Regions from separate parts of the Mus musculus genome. Here region 1 is linked to region 2. A link is a contact called in public Hi-C data. All regions are on one chromosome and are shown on one strand. The core of a region is the stretch at or near the end of the contact, and the rest is flanking DNA. Distances in the headings are between cores, read along the strand shown.

The links. A called contact is a pair of places that touch in the nucleus more often than the background predicts.
Region 1: a Hi-C map of cerebellum shows a contact between it and region 2, with 2.3 times the contacts expected there. The contact joins two enhancer-like sites. A contact is called at or near these places in 2 of 484 Hi-C or Micro-C datasets (cerebellar granule neurons and cerebellum) and 1 of 115 datasets of contacts at active chromatin or transcription factors (astrocytes).

Annotation. Positions count from the first base shown.
Region 1 is chr9:102,297,128-102,300,290 of GRCm38.p6, forward strand. The region is part of intron 1 of Ephb1 (Eph receptor B1); the gene reads right to left. Among named protein-coding and RNA genes, the nearest start is that of Mir7243, 6.3 kb to the right of the region's middle. Within about 2 kb of position 1,789, at least 7 of the 459 cell types and tissues checked have an H3K27ac peak or open chromatin away from gene starts, as enhancers often do. A contact at or near this core is called in cerebellar granule neurons and cerebellum, where this site is marked.
Region 2 is chr9:101,612,540-101,615,516 of GRCm38.p6, forward strand. No RefSeq gene overlaps it. Among named protein-coding and RNA genes, the nearest start is that of Gm24638, 220 kb to the left of the region's middle. Within about 2 kb of position 1,577, at least 7 of the 459 cell types and tissues checked have an H3K27ac peak or open chromatin away from gene starts, as enhancers often do. A contact at or near this core is called in cerebellar granule neurons and cerebellum, where this site is marked.

The sequences.
Region 1 (3,163 bases), core at 539-3,038, 680 kb after region 2:
TCATCCACGAACCTCACCCTATCCTCATTGCTGGGTCACATGGTCCCCAGGAGAAGGAAAGGCCAAGGCCAGGTTCTGTGGTCCCGTGATTTATACACAGTCTCCTGTCGTCCCCCCCCCCCACTTTCCTCAGCAGGTGGGAGAATTGGAAAGGTGCTGAGATCAGGGACATGGTAAGGTTAAGATAGAGGTTCCTGCAAAGCAGAAACCAGACCCAGGCCTGCCTGGCAGCTGCTAAGTCATATATTCATCCTGCCAACATGAGAACCATTTGCCTCTGCTGACAAGTGCTCTAACTGGAGTTAATATATGCCTGGGCCAAGTGGTCCTGACACAGAGGCTCTGGGTATCTCTATCCAACTCCTAGTCTAAATGGGAATTCTACCCCACTGAATCTTCAGGCAAGGTAGTCACATTGTGTCGAAGTACCCAGTCTTTCCCTTTCTTTCCATGGTTGTCTTAGGCAAGGCAGCCGCACTCAACTGTTGTCTCCTATTATGCTCTGACTCTGGAATATGTCTACAGTGATTTTAGCATCTTTCTGGTCAACTATTTCATTTTTCCTGACCCTAGGTTTGCCCCTGGTCTCTGGGCTTTTAAGGTGACTTTCTGTCTGTACTCCCTGGCATCTGGAGAGCCAGCCCTTCCCTCTCTCTGGCATTCTACCCACTACCCCTCCTTCTCCGAGCACTCCATCCCTAGAATGATCTTCCATCACCAGGAAATTATGAAAGGCCTCACAGGGAAACACATGTGGCTATGTAAACTACACATCAGGCACATTCAAATTAAACGGGGAGCTTTGAGACGCCACCTTCCATCAATGGACTCTGGGTGTGAACATGGACGTCTGGGAGGAACAATGACAAGCAAGACCGATTGTGCCAAACAGCCTTTTTTGGAAAGTGTGAAGAGGGTCTTGTCTTCTGACAGAGTGGTCTGAAGATTCACATAGTCAAAATGTCCCTTGCAATCCCGAGGAAGGGACCATGCTGAATATCAACATGCCATCCTCCCATGTGTCTGACCAGCTCGGGAACAGATGGCCTCTTTCTTTGGCTGGGGACCAATGAAGCAGTTGGTGAATGCCAAGGTGCCAGAGAATACAAAACTATGCATCCTTAACACCAGCGTGGATCGCACTGGATGTGGTGAAAGGCTCCCAAAATGGGGGAGGAGTCCTCTGGGAAAAAGGCTCTGTGTGTGTGTGAGTGTGTGTGTGTTTATGTGTTGGTAGAGAATTCTGATCATTTAAATATGATTATTTTCAACAGCTACAATAAGGTCTTCCTAAAAAATTCATTTCTTCAGAGTTTACACACACACACACACACACACACACACACACACACAAACCAGTATACTTTCTAAACAATTAACTAGACAATGGCCATATATTCAGTTTCAAAAAACAGGGGAATAGTTAAATATTATACAGCCACTTGGTGAACTATTACGAAGCCATCAAAAATGGAATTTGTACAGCAAGGAAATGTTAACAGTAAAATGATGACGAGAAAAACCACTAGATCCTAAGTTACAAAGGCAGATCTGAAAAGCCATAGGCATGGGGCATTTATGCAGTTATGCAGGGAAGTCACACAAAGTGAATATAGTGATTGCATAACCAAAAGCATTATTTTAAACATGGAAAAGAATTGGAAATTAAACACTTGTTAATTGGATGAATGACTGCCCTCAGGCAGGGGGAATTCTAAGCCTTAATGGTGCGGCTGGCAGGCTCCTCGGGACAGAAGGCAAGGTCTCCAGGCTCCGAGGGAAGATGCTATTTATGTCATTCTATGACCAGCCATGGCAGGCTCCAACAGAAGGCTCAGCGAGGCTCAGCCAGAGCCTGGGGAGAGCGGGCTCTATGAAGCAGGATTAGAGGGCAGACCTCCCAGGCAGCCCAAGTCCAGAGTCACTGGGCTCGTATCAGGGTCCAGATGTGCTATCGTTTTGACCGGACTAGAAAAATGCCAAGGTGAGGTCCCTGAAGCCATCTAATTAGCACCACCCCGAAGAAGCTGTGTTAGGAAAGAACTCTTCCCTGCTGGTTAGTGACTACCACATATGGAGACCTAACAGGAAGCAATCAGAGAAGACGCTGTGCCACATGACCCCAGGTCAAAGTCTAAGGCACTGAGCTTCTAGTGCCTGCCAACTGTTGTTGAGAAAAGGGGCAATGAGGAATGGGAAAGAAGGCCAGGGTTTCTCAACCTTCTCCAAGGTGGTAGGACAAGCAGAAGGCCTTCCACACCAGAGAATACCTCTCATTAAACCCTCTTGCCCTTCATGCTCACATCCGTCACCCTGTGGGAAAGGACACCATTGTCTGAGCAGAACTCTCCTAACCGGCAGTGGGACAGAAGCAACTGGAGTCCCACCATAGGGGCTCCCGCTACCCGAGGGAAAGGGGCTTCCAGGAAGACTCTGACAAAGCAATCCAACGCTTGAGAACCAACTGCTTGACTGTCCTGGCTGTTAGCATCTGCCCCACTGACTCAGGTCCCACTCTGTGGTCACCGCCTCCCCTGGATATGCCTCAGTTTCCTCTGAAGCAAGTGAGTAGATCAGAGTATTTCTCTGGGGCTCCTGTCTCCTGCCAGAGCAGACGGGCTCTCCCGTGCCTCTTCCTGGAAGTGGCTTTTGGTTCCTGCTACATCTGCTCCAGGCTCTTTCATCTACTTGAGGACCTTGCTGTGGGCTGCTGATAGAAACAGATTTTAAATCATCCTTTGCCATGTCGAGTGCAAACACACCATCACTCCCGTGCCTAACAGCATCCGCCATCAATGAAAGGCCATATTTAGCAGATGTTCAGCAGTAATTACCTGGACATCAGACACTTTCTCCAACTTTAATTACTCGGCGATGGCAGCCTCCCACACCCTCCCACGTGCCACTTCCAGCTCTCAAACAGACACACACACACACACACACACACAGAGAGAGAGAGAGAGAGAGAGAGAGAGAGAGAGAGAGAGAGTACCATGAACCACTTTCACCAGACAGGAACAGAGACACACTGAGAATCTCAGTAGGGTGGGTTTCTGGAGTGGGGTCATCCTGAAGGTGACAATCACCTGATAATACTGAAAGGGTCACAGTGTCTGCCATAGCTTCCAGGAAAGTACTGTGGTAGTAGTACCCTTCATGAAAT
Region 2 (2,977 bases), core at 327-2,826:
TCCTACCACTCACTCTTTAGAGACACCTGGCTGTCCAACCTCAGAGGCAAACACTGACCAAGGCTGAGATGGAGAGTGTCCACCTTCTTGGAAGGGATGAAGGTAGTTGGCAGGGTGATGTCACAAGGATATCATGTAATGTTTCTCTTGTGGGATACAAAGATTTACTAGGCGAATGATGAAGGCGAATGATGATGTAATATCTGAAGAATGAGCCAGAGATGTTCCCTGGCCCTCTGACTGGCCCGTTTCCCAGCCAGTAAAGGCGGGTATGAGGTTATTTCCTAATGTGGATGTTTCATAACACACACACACACACACACACACACACACACAAAGAAACAAGATCTACATTACATAGGATTTCAAAGGTGTAGTTCCCAGGAGTCTGGAAGGAACTTAGGACATGGTGGAGCTATTGAAAACAAGCCAGACCTGCTGCAAATCCCATCAAGAGTTGGGTGGGAACTCAAGGGAAGGGTGAAGAGTGTGCAGGTGTGCAGGGCTCTGTGTGGTTGTGAAGGCTGCAGGCCTCCCTTTTCTAGAAAGAACCTGCCATCCAGCCGGGGGAAGTGCAGTTGGTCCATAGTCTGTGGCAACAGCTAGTGGTGTGCCCAGGCTCCTGTATTTCTAGGTAGCTCTCACCAACACAGATGGAACACCACTGGAGTCCCGGGACTCGGCTCTTGTGCGCTTTGTAGGACTCTTCCTGTGAACAGCTGTTGGTTTGCAGTTTCAGAATGAGTTGGAGGAGAGTTTATTAAATCTTCACAGCTGCCCGAGGCTTTTGTCCCATTGTATCTCCACTTCAACAAACCTCTTACAGGCCTGACTTTAGTTCACTCTCTGCTTCTCAGGTCTCCAGAAAGGAGTAGCTTAAAGATGGAACTCTGGCATCTCCACCCAGGAAGGTAGATTAGGACAATCCAAGGCAAAAAGAAGGTGTTCCCCATAGCTGGGCTGGGTTTTGTTGAGGCAGGCAGATTCCCTAGGAGAAATGGCTTCTGGTTTCTGCAGGAACCTGATTTCTGAGCATCTCTTAGCCTGGTACGGTCTAGTGTTCAGAGGGTCAGGGCACAAGCTGAGAGCATCGTTAGAACCAAAGAGGCCTGAGGCCAGGAATGAGGATTGACTGAAGCCATCTGCATGTACCAGACCAGATGGCCTTGTGGATATTAGCCAACACCAGCAAGGATACAGGAAGACTTTTCCCACTGCCACCATTTAAGGCTATCTTAGAGCCCTGCTGAGGAGTGGCAAAGATTGTTTCTATCTCAAAATGCTAATGCTATTAGCTATTTTAGAAACTAATGCTATTAGCTGTGCTAATGCTATTTTAGAAACATAAAAATTAGATTCTCTTTGTTTACCTGAGTTTGTGGCATGGGATTTACCTGGCAATATCTGAGGGGCCAGGGGCTCCTGGAGGTCAAGGGTGCACACAGTCACTCCCATGGCAGTGCACAGGTCCTTTCCAAACAGCTCTGAGTCCTGTCTGCTGGCCCTAGAGAGGTATCCCATGTGAGGCTGAAGAGCTGTGGGGAGGTGGCAGCTGCTGGGTTGCTGTTACACATGGCAGATTGCAGAAAGGCAAGCCAAGAGCTAGAGCTGCGGGAGGCTCAAGGACACAGCAGCAGGACCTGAAGAGATGCCACTGACTCTCTTCATGAATGCAGGCGGCAGCATCATCGCAGTGGGAAGCCAGGCCACAGAGCAGGGAAGCAACTTCAGCTGGTCCTGCAGGTTGGCCCCAGGAAAGCAGGGATGAAGCAACCACAGGCAGGAAGGATGTGAGGTCCCGGTGAATTCTGTGGCTCCTCCTCCAACTGCATCTGGATGAGGGATTGAGGGTATGTGTTCATCTCCTAATCCCTGGACCAGAGCAGCCATGTGGAGCCCTCAACGTCCCTGTGAGAGCTTGGCTCTAAGAATGACAGACCAGTGCATGGGCGGGTGTCTTCCAGGTTTTACTTCTCTTTGTCACATGCATATGAGTTCATTCCCTCCTGCCTTTCCTTCTGTGGCCTCTGCTTGCTTCACTCCTCCCTCTTGTTTCAAAGGTAAAATCTAAGCATCCGCAGCCAGGCATCCAGGGGCTCCCTCCACCTCCTGCTAAGGTGGTGCAGTGACCCTCTTCCCATGAGCCTCACCACTGCCTGGCCCTGAGTGGGGACTTGCCCAGGGCCTTCTCCACTGCCTTCATCTTTCAAATGTCCTCTGTCCTTGTCAGAATCCCCTGTAGCTTCATCTTCTCCATGAAGCTCTTTGCCTCTATCTGCCTATCTTCTTCTCTCCCAACACCCCCCAAACCCTGCTCCCAAATACCCAAGTCTAACCTGCTTTTCATCGCTAACTCTGCCCTACGAAACACCAAAGAATCACCTCTACCTCCCATCTTTACCATACCTCAACATACTCCTCAATTTTTAAAATCTAAAGTAAAATTAACAGCAATATTAACAATCAAGCACTAATCTCTGTTTACCACTGGAGGACAGCATCCCAAATCTGAGTATTTATGATTTCAAAATTGATTTTAAATGAAGAATTCTCATAACGGGGATAAAGTCACCTTCATGAGGAATTGGTATGCACCTGGTCATATTTTGCTAGTCCCATTCGCAAACACTCATCCCAAGTGGGGAGAAGAGATTTCCTTTGCATTTACCCTGCACTGTGCTGGCTATTTGTAACATCTGCAGAGACATCTGGATAATTTCATTTTCATAAGCATGGAGATATTTGTGGCTGTTTGGATAAGTTCAAGACGAGGGAGGAAGACACATTATTACAAGCTCATGGAGAAACAATTTGTATGAGCAGCAAGGGAGGATTTTCAGTGAGGTTCTTCTGGGATGACTGGCCGGGATGGGTGAGGGGCGGGGGTCTGACTCTGGACTCCAGCAAAAGAAGGAGGCTCTCTGGATACAGGTTTTATCCATTCTGCTGGATGTTAAGAATCCTTGGGTGTTGGGGA